Linked DNA regions of Oryctolagus cuniculus: region 1 is linked to region 2. The links are chromatin contacts, called in public Hi-C maps. All regions are on one chromosome and are shown on one strand. Each heading gives the region's core, a stretch centred on a gene start, on an enhancer-like site or on the middle of the called end of the contact. The rest is flanking DNA. Distances are from core to core; before and after follow the strand shown.

Region 1 (4,537 bases), core at 844-3,343, 77 kb after region 2:
GGGCAGAGGCAGGGGCTGCGGGCTGGCTGGCAGGACATCCGGGAAGGAGGCCAGCCCAGGCTGCAGTGAAGCGGCGGCCAGCTCCACTCCGGGCGGGGCGGAGCCTGGGCGATTCTGCTAGCTCAGCGGCCCCTCCCCGCTGACTTCCTGGCTGGCTGCCCCAGGCCCACGCCGCTGCATCCACACCCCCAGCCCCCGTGGCTGCCTGCTGCACTGCCCTTACCCCCAGGCTGGGGGACCCCAGGCAGATGCACATCTCTGCACGTGGGCTCCCCAGCGGCATTGGCGCCGGGCTGTGGGCAGAGCTACTGGCCCATCTTCCGGAGGCTGGAAGGTCGCTGGTCGACAGACAGCGAGCGTGTGGGAGCCAGGACTTGCACACCCCCTTGTGGCCTTTTGCTTCAACAGGCCCTGGCCCTCCTCCCTGCACACTTCCCCCTGGGGAGGCCGTGAGCAGGAGCCCACCCGGAGACAATCCGTGTGCCCCTTCCAGGCCACACGCTGTGTACATACCTGGGACCCGGGAAGCCCCGCCCAAACCGCCCCAAGCTTGTCCCAGGCCTGTCGCTCTACAGGTGGGCCCATAGCCGGTGCCCGTCCTAGGCAGAAGGAGGGACTGAGGGGTGCTGGTCCCTGGGCTGTGGACGGCTGCAGGCAGGGGAATCCAGGGATTCTGAATCTGCAGCTGGCCTCTCGGATCCGTGTTTGTCAGGGCAGGAGGCTGCAGCGTACTTGACTTAATGGGTTATTGGCGTGACCTGAAACCGTCAGACATCGAGGTGCACGGCCAGGGTCGCTCACCTGGAGCACTGGGACGCGGCCGTCTCCTTATTCTGGGGGGAAGAGCAAGTCCAGAGGCCAACATGGGCTGAAAGCGCAGACCCTGGGACTCGGGGACCCCAGTGGGGGAGGGTCGCTTAGCTCCTGTGCCTCAGCTTGTCTAGGGTGCCCGGCCCAGCAGGTGCCCAGGAGTGGGTCTCTATATAGAGTCGGGGGATGGGCCCTGGCACATACGGGCCACTCTGGGAGTCCAGCCCATGGCAGAAGACTGAGGCTTGCTCCCCGGGCCTCCAGGGGAACCCCACAGAGTGCTGCCTCCCTGCCCTGCGCTGCGGCCGCCTTGCTGTCAGGGGCCACAGGGCATGGGTTAGGCCTTGCGCTACAGGTGCCACCCTCACCGCATACGCCCAGCAGCCTTGGCCAGCGCGGGTGCTGAGCTAAACGAGGAACTGGAGCCTGAGCTGGGGCCCAGACCCCAACTCTGAGCCTAGAGTGCCGGGATGACAAGGCGGGGGCGGGCCAGCTGGGGGTGGGGGGACGGGGTTAGCCTCTGCCCAGCAGCGCTGTCCAGCGTGGGGGCCAGGAATCCTAACGCTGGAGAGCGGCAGGCCCGGGTAGGGTGCAGAGGGGGCAGGGCTGTGACCCCATTTGTGCTGAGGACGGGCCGCCTGGGCCCCCTCGGTAGTGGACACGGAGGGCTACATCGCACGCGCTGGCAGGGCGAATTCCGCTGCCGGGGGGTCGCCCTGGGGGCCACGCTGTCCCCGATTGCTGAGGACAGCACTCAGAGGCCGCAGATGTACTGGGGGGTGGGGGCGCGTGTTTCCTGACGCCGAATTCATTATTGGGGGATTCCTCTTCACAGTCCCGCCACACCTCCCACGGGGAGGCGCCGGCCAGAAGTGCCCGACAGCCCGGGCGCCCGGGTCCCCGCGCCCGTCCGCGCCCGCCCACTGCCGCGCAGCCCCTCCCTGCTGGGTCCCGCAGCCTCGCCCAGGCGCGGGCTCCGCGGCCGCCGCCGAGTCCGCGCTCCGTGCGGAGCCCCCAGCCAGCCGCCGGCCCCGGCCCCGCGCCCGGCCCGCACGTGAGGAGGGGGCGTGGGGGAAGGGGCCGCCGGAGGGGCGGAGCCAAGGAGCCGGGCGCGCGGCCGGCGCGGGCTGACGGAGGTCAGCGGCCGCCGCGGCGGGACCCAGGCGTCCGGGAGGCGGTGCCCGGTGCCGCGCCCGCCGCCGCCCCCGCCCCCGGCCGCCCCCCGCCCGTGACGCGCTCCCCGCCCCCTTCGCGCCGAGCCCGAGCCCGAGCCCGAGCCCGAGCCCGAGCCCGAGCCCGAGCGGGGCGCAGGGCGGCGGGCGGCGGAGGCGGCGGGCGGCGGAGGATGCGGCCGCAGCCGCGGGGCCGCCGCCGCCGCTGAGCCGCGGATCCGCCGAGCGCAGCCGCGCCGCTGCGGCCCCGCCGCGCCATGGGGAAGGAGCAGGAGCTGGTGCAAGCGGTGAAGGCGGAGGACGTGGGCACCGCGCAGCGGCTGCTGCAGAGGCCGCGGCCCGGCAAGGCCAGTGAGTGCGGGGGGCGCGCCGCGGGCGTCCGTCCCCGGCGCCGAGACCCCCACCCCTGCCGGCGCCGGGCGGGGCGGGGCGGGGAGGCCGCGGGGTCCCCGGGGGCGGGGCGGGGCCGGCGGCGCCGGGACCCTCGGCCCGCGCCCCCCACCGGCCCCGGCTCTGGCGGAGGCGCGACCCGAGCCCTCGGTGCCACCCTGAGCCCCCGCGGCGCCCACCCCGCCGGCGCGGGTGTTCGCATCCCCCCCTCCCTCCGGCTGCGGGGCTAATGGCCCAGGTCTCCGCTGTCGGGGCCTTTCCAGGGCGAGGCGGATGCCCCCCCACACCTGGGAGAGCGGGGAGGGGGAGCCCTTGCGGCAGGGGTGAGGGGGCTGCGCCGGCTCCGGCTCCCGTGTTTAAAAACATGCTGTGCAGGGATGGGGGGGCAGGACCGTGCTGGGGGTGTGGCTGCCCAGGCATGGCCGGAGGGGGGCCATTTACTGCTGGGGCAGCAGAGGCCCAAGGTCGCCCGGCTCAGGGCCTGCTGGGCTCCAGGGAAGGGGAGCTGGGCGGGGGGGAGCGGGGCTGGGGCCTCACGCGTCCACCAGACCCTGGTTCTGCCTGGCTCCCTTGGCGGCACAGGAGGCCTGGAGGGAGTGGGGGCCCTGCTGGCCACCCGTGGCTCGCGCTGTGGGGGCCCCAGGGAGGGGCTGGGAGCGCTGCGCACCCTGATCCCGGCACTCATCCCTGCTCAGCCCCAGGCCTCCCTGGGGGCGCCAGGAGATGGATGGATGGGCGTGTGGCCCAGCCGTGTGCGGCTGCACGTATGAGCGTGTCAGTGTGTCAGGGCACCTGTGCGGGCACCGGCCGGGCTCTGCAGGGCGGCACGTGGGTCTGGGCGCCTCACAGGCTGCAGTAGCGCACGGAGGCCCTGCCACCCTCTCTGGGGGGGGGGTGCTGAGAACTGGGACTGCCCCCTGGGTGGGGGATCCCCTGGGCTGTGCTGCCTGCCGGCTCCAGTGTGGTCAGACGGGGGCACCAGTGCCTCACAGGCACGCGCAGGCTGGCCCTGCCTTTCGAGTCCCAAGGGCCTGGAGGGGCTGCCCCCTGGGGCTGGACACCCGGGGAGGGGGGTCCAGGTGGGGGCAGCCTGAGCCTGAGAGCAGGTGGGGAACTGAGAGGGGGGGTTTGCACCTGGCGCTTGTGTGACCTTGGGCAAAGAGCTCCCCACCCGGAGCTCTGGGCCTCCGAGTTCTGGTCTGCAGGGTGGGGTACGTGTGTCCCTGTGTCTGAGGGTGCACAAGAAGGGCCAGGCACTTAGCAAATGCCGACCAGGACGGTTCCTGTCCACCAGAGAGCCCAGGGCCTCGTGCTGGAGGGTTCCTCCTCCCGCCTGTCCTGGCCAGCAGGGGGAGGCGGGCGGGCGTTGTGTCCCCTCTGCCTGGGTGTCTGACTTGGCCTGGCCTCTGGGGCAGGAGAAAACACCTGCCGTGGCCCCACGACGGCACTCTGACTCACAGGGGCGGGCGCAGTAAATCAGACGGAGAAATCCCTCCAGGAATTAGCTCGGTTGTCATGGCGACGCTGGCCTGCTTTGGAGTAAGATGCGTTTCGATTCAGCAAAGTGCAGCTGGAGTTGAGGCCAGGGGTAGAGGATGTCCAGAGGGGTCCCCTCCTGTCCTCGGCCCCTTCCCTCGGCGCCCCGGGCACTCGGCAGCTGTCCTGCGAGAGGCGGCTGGGAGGGGCTGGCCGCGGATGCCCCGGAGGGAGCACGGGGGCCAGCTGGAGACCCCTCTGGCCTGGACTTTGTGCCTGACCTCAGAGACGGGCAGGGCCTCAGGAAAGCAGTTGGGGCTGGGGAGACCAGGAATGAGGTGTAGGCCTGCTGATGTGCAGCCCCAGCTTCCCCGCCCCTGGCGAGGGGGAGGAGCTGCTGGCCCTGCCAGAGAGCCCACCTCCCTGGAACCCAGTGACCCCCACAGAGCCCTGCGTCAGCGTCGGCGGGGCGGGCCAAGAGATGACCTTGGTGAGGCACCCCTCCTCCAGGGGGTGGTCCCCTTCCTGGTGGAGACCCCCCTGCCCCACTGGGATCTGGGTCACTTTCTTGGGCACTGGTCTGCAGCCCGTCTCCAGCGTGCACCTGGCCCCACGGTGGCTGGGAGGGAGGCATGGGGGAGACTTGGGGAGGAGGCTGCAGGTTCCTGGGAGCAGAGCATGCTGGGAAG
Region 2 (4,746 bases), core at 1,148-3,647:
TGCAAGGCACCCCGGGGTCCGCAGAGGGGGCATCGGGCAAAGTCCCTCTGTGGCCCCTCCAGGGATGCCCCTGCACAGCTGGGCGCTGGCGGCTCTCCCGGTGAGCAGCACCGAGATGTGGCTTTCCCGACCCCGGTTGTCCTCTGCTCCACACCCAGGGTACATCCGGGAGGGCTTCCTGGCCGTGCAGCACGCCGTGGACAGAGCCATCATACACTATCACGCCAACGCCTCTGCCCAGCAGCTCCTGCAGCAGCTCACGGTGACCGTGAAGAGGTTCCCGTACCCGCCCTTCATCTCCGACCCCTTCCTGGTGGCCATCCAGTACCAGCTGCCCCTGCTGCTGCTGCTGAGCTTCACCTACGCCTCGCTTACCATCATCCGGGCGGTGGTGCAGGAGAAGGAGCGCAAGCTGAAGGTGAGCCCGCGTGCTCTGGGGGGAGGGTGCCGCTGGGAGGCCCGGTCCTGGTTTCCAGGCTGCCCCGCCGTGCACCCACACCCACTGCTCTGTGGCTCCCGCCGGTCTTGGGGCTTCCTTGAAATCAGGCCGCGTGTCTGGGTTTTCAGGCCCTGGGAGAGCGTGCCGGTTCCTGTGTGGCGCGCTCAGGAGGGAAGGGTGGCCCTGGAGCTGCGTGGTGCATCGCGACAGGCCCTGGCCGACAGTGCCAGCTGCACGATGTTGATTTTGCTCTGTTGGACGGTGACGGCTGAACGGGAGGCTAACTAGCACCGTGTGCGGATCAGGGGCCACTGTGCTGCAGACTTGGGCGTGAGTGAGTGGGGAGTGAAGCCGTGAAGGGCACCATGGTGTCTCCCGAGGAGTCTTCAGAGCCCGCGGGAAATGCGTCTTGCGGGAAACCAGCCGTGGGTTTCAAGCACCTCTCGGTCCCGTTTTCTCGGAGCCTCCTGAAGCGTGCCACGTGGCCACGCGGCCTCGATAAAGACCACCGGGGTGAACTTGGCGCCTGCCGTCACCCGGGAGTCGCTCAGCTTCCTCCGCTGCAAATGTCCACGTGCCACTGAGAGCCTTCTCAGGGCAGGAGTCTGTAACGACTGAGGTCGTAAAAGGCCGGGAAAGCCGACGGGAGCACGGGGGTCCGCTGGGTGCTGTGACGAACCTGACCGAGGCGGCCGTAGAGCAGGCTGCACCTCAGTCACAAGCGCAGACCCACGGGTGAACCAGGTAGGGCAGGCGCTCACCCGGCGGCTGAGTCTGCGCAGTAGCCGCACTCCCTCCTGCCAGTGGGGCAGTGCATAGGACGGGGAGGGGGCCGGGCGGGATTCCTTGCGCCCTGCCACCTGGCTGCTGCCTGCAGGCCACGGCGTGGGTGTCCAGGTCACAGCCGCACTCGCGTGTGCGGGGCTGCAGGTGTGACGTGACGCAAGCCCCCCCCCCCCCCCGCAGGAGTACATGCGCATGCTGGGGCTGGACAGCTGGCTGCACTGGAGCGCATGGTTCCTCATGTTCTTCCTTGTCCTCCTCGTCGTGGTCTCCTTCATGACGCTGCTCTTCTGCGTCAAGGTGAGCGTGGTCCCCGTGGCGGCGGAGCAGCCGGGGTGCCGGCGCAGTGTGGAGCCCTGGGCTGCGTCCTTGGTGACTGTGGATGTTTGGGCCTCCCCCGCCCCCGGTCTGCCCCGTGCCCCTGCAGGTGAAGACGGGCGTGGCCGTGCTGACCAACAGTGACCCCTCCCTGGTGCTGGCCTTCCTGCTCTGCTTCGCCACCTCTTCCATCTCCTTCAGCTTCATGGTCAGCACCTTCTTCAGTAAAGGTCAGTGGTCTGGCTGCCCTGGACCGGAGACCGTGGACGACCAGGTCTCGGGGAAGCCGGGGGCTTGTCTGGGCTGTGGGAGGTTAAGGGGTCCCCGCATCTGAGTGGAGGTGAGCCAGGCACTGAGTTACGGCAGAGCAGTGGCGGGGAGAGGCAGGGACGGCGGTGTGTGCGGCAGGCCACAGGGCTACAGGGCAGGCCAGCGAGGGAGCCTCACAGGATGGCGCTGAAAACAGGCCAGAGGCCAGAGCACACGGGCGGGCCCGGGCAGGAGAGTGCGGGGTCGGGCGGAGGGCCTGGTGAGCTCGGACGTCCGGCGGCCTCGTGCTGCCCAGTGAGCTCCGATGTCCAGCAGCCTCGTGCCACCCGGCGTGCCCCGACTTCCGGCGGCCTCGTGCTGCCTGAGCGGTGCCTCTGTCCAGCTCCGTTCCCTCTGCGCCGTCTTCCAGGGACTGATGGCGTTTCCCGCGGTACCTCTTATCCCGCGCTTCGGAGGGTGTAGATAGTGCCTCTGTTCCAGCGTCCGCCTCATACCCCACACACACACACACACACACACACACACACGGCGTCCGTGCGAGCCACTGAGCTGCCTGCCTTGTCCCGCTTCCTCCCAGCTCTGACTGGCACCTTCCCACACACGGCGTCCTCGTTAGCACCGCCCGGGCGTCTCACTGTGTCTGGTCCACGTGACCCCTGCGGGAAATGCGGGCAGTTTGCTGCCAGCCGCCCCCCGCGCACCTGCTCCTCTGACTCACTCTATTGTCGTTCCCTGGGGAATGGTTCTTTGACTGGCGTGGGTGAGCGGTTGCTCAAGTGTTTTTGGACTCTGTATGCCCAAAGGCGGCTTTATTCTGCCTCCCTCCTGAGCGGACGGCAGGTTGGTCGGGCAGCCATCGCTGTCCGAGCCCACGGCCATCCCTGTTGGCAGGAGCCTGGCGCTGGCCTGGGTGCGTGGGTGCTATGATCTGAAGGCTCCTGCCCGCCCGCCCTCAGGGCCCATTGGATCCTGCTGCCAGCATCGCTGGAATGCTCTCCTCTTGGGCCTTGGCTCCAGCCTCTCTGTTGTCCTTAGTGCCCTTTACCTCTGTGGCTGGTGCGTGTGTGCGTGCGGGTGTGTGGGCAGTGGGGTGGGCGCTGCCTGTGTCTCCTTAGCCGTCCCAAGTGCACACTACAGTGCATTCACACTGTAGAGCGGCCATCACCACTGCCCCGCTCCAGACTTTCCCATGGCTCCCAGCTGAAACTCTGGCCCCGCCGCCCCTCCCTGTGTCCCTGGGAACCATGGCTCCTCCTTGTCCAGGTGAGTGTGACGGCCCAGGTGGAATCGCACAGCGTCTGTCCTGTCGGGACGGCCGGTCTCACCTAGCACCGAGTGTGCGGATCCCTCCCCTTCTGCAGCTGGAGGACAGTCCACAGCCAGAGGCCCTCCTGTGTGCCTGGTCGTCTGTGTGTGAGCTGCTCTGAACGGTGCTCTGAGAGCGTGGAAACACCTGTCCAGTCCTCCTGGCTGTGGCCCGGCGGGGCTGTGGCCGGGCCAGGCAGCAAGTCTGTGTTTAACGGCCCATGGAGCAGCCGGAGTTGGCACCACAGTTCGCCAGGGTTCCTTCTTCCCCACACCTCGCCAGCATGTCTGTTCTGTGCTCGGCATCCTGTGGGCAAGAGGAGGCATCGCCCATGCCGCCCAGCCCGGCCTGCCCCTGGCTCCTATGTGTGCTTTGACAAACCTCTCCTAGCGGATCCTGGCCTGCCCGCCCACCCCCCCCCCCCCGCCTGTGCGTGCTCAGTGCGCATCCTGCAGACGCGGCTTTCGTTCCGAGACGGTGGTCGTGTTTTGTGAACCCTCGGTCGGCTCGCACACATCCCCTGGTCTTGCTTCTTCACCTGGTTTTTGGGGGAAACCCTTCCTGTTTGGGGGAAGCGTCTCTCCGTCCCACGGCCGGCTTATTCTGTGTCTTGTTTGCTCACTCTGATGCCCGTGGAGCCCTCTGAGCGTGTCCGCGAGCCCAGAGGTGGGGCTGCAGCTGAGCCGTCCGGGGAGTCAGACGCACGCCCGGCAGCCTCCGCCGTCTCAGCCCCAGAGAGCCCAGTTCTCAGGCTGTGTGTCCCCCGCCTCTGCGGCAGCTCCACCCTTCCCGCTGCCCGCCCCTGGACTCGTCCTTGCCTGTGGACGATCTCACAGGAGCAGGAGGGACAGATTTCAGTCCAGCTGCTGGGGCTCCTTCATCCTAAGACCCTTTGTGTCCTTAAAAATTGAGTTCACCAAAGTGCTTTTCTTTCTTTGTATTCTTAAGGTCTGTTTGTTTAAAGGCAGAGTCACAGAGAGAGAGAATCTTTCATTTGTTGGTCCACTCCCCGAGTGGCTACAACAGCTAGTCTAGCCAGGCCAAAGCCGAGAACCAGAGCTCCACCTAAGTCTCCACGGGGGTGGCTGGGGCCCAAGTGTTTGGGCCGTCTTCCACTGCTCTCCCAGGCACGTTGGAAGTGGATCCACCCACGTGGGATGCCGGCGTCACAGGTGGCAGCTTAAACTGCCGAGCCATAATGCCGGCCCAAAGGGCTTTTCCTATGTGACATATCTGTCTGTATTTATTCTAGAGCAATGAATGTAAGAAAATCTAGATTTTTTCAATTTAAGGGATAGCCACCGTAAACCTGCTGTAAGTTTACATACATGTGCAAAACGGCCATGTTTCCCTCGAGTTAGTGAGGCGTGTGCCCGTCTCACATTCCTGCCACCCTTGGTGGTGTCTGGGTTCTCCCTGTGCCCAGGGCATTCACCAGACACGGACGTGCAGCTGGGAGGGGCTCAGCGCGGGGTGCGAGCTGGGGACTCGGTGAGTGAGTGAAGGAACAAGTGGACCGGCAGGAAGTGAGGCAGCGTGGGGAGCAGGTGTGTGGTGATGTCGGAGGCAGCTGGGCTGTGGGGGTCCCAGGGTGGGACTAGGTGTAGCCCCAGGCAGGCGCTGTCTCAGG

The links. Hi-C and Micro-C count contacts between places; a contact is called where the count stands out from the background.
Region 1: a Hi-C map of an unstated tissue shows a contact between it and region 2, with 3 times the contacts expected there. The contact joins the promoter of CASKIN1 here to the enhancer-like site in region 2. A contact is called at or near these places in 2 of 6 Hi-C or Micro-C datasets (ear pinna and an unstated tissue).

Annotation. Positions count from the first base shown.
Region 1 is chr19:33,056,031-33,060,567 of mOryCun1.1, forward strand. It overlaps CASKIN1 (CASK interacting protein 1), which reads left to right and starts at 2,094. Exons shown (of 20, transcript XM_070064119.1): 1 at 2,094-2,333. The coding sequence starts at 2,240.
Region 2 is chr19:32,978,739-32,983,484 of mOryCun1.1, forward strand. LOC100345135 (phospholipid-transporting ATPase ABCA3) reads left to right here. Exons shown (of 32, transcript XM_070064106.1): 7 at 159-418; 8 at 1,406-1,522; 9 at 1,650-1,770. Among named protein-coding and RNA genes, the nearest start is that of RNPS1, 29 kb to the right of the region's middle. Within about 2 kb of position 2,398, at least 1 of the 8 cell types and tissues checked has an H3K27ac peak or open chromatin away from gene starts, as enhancers often do.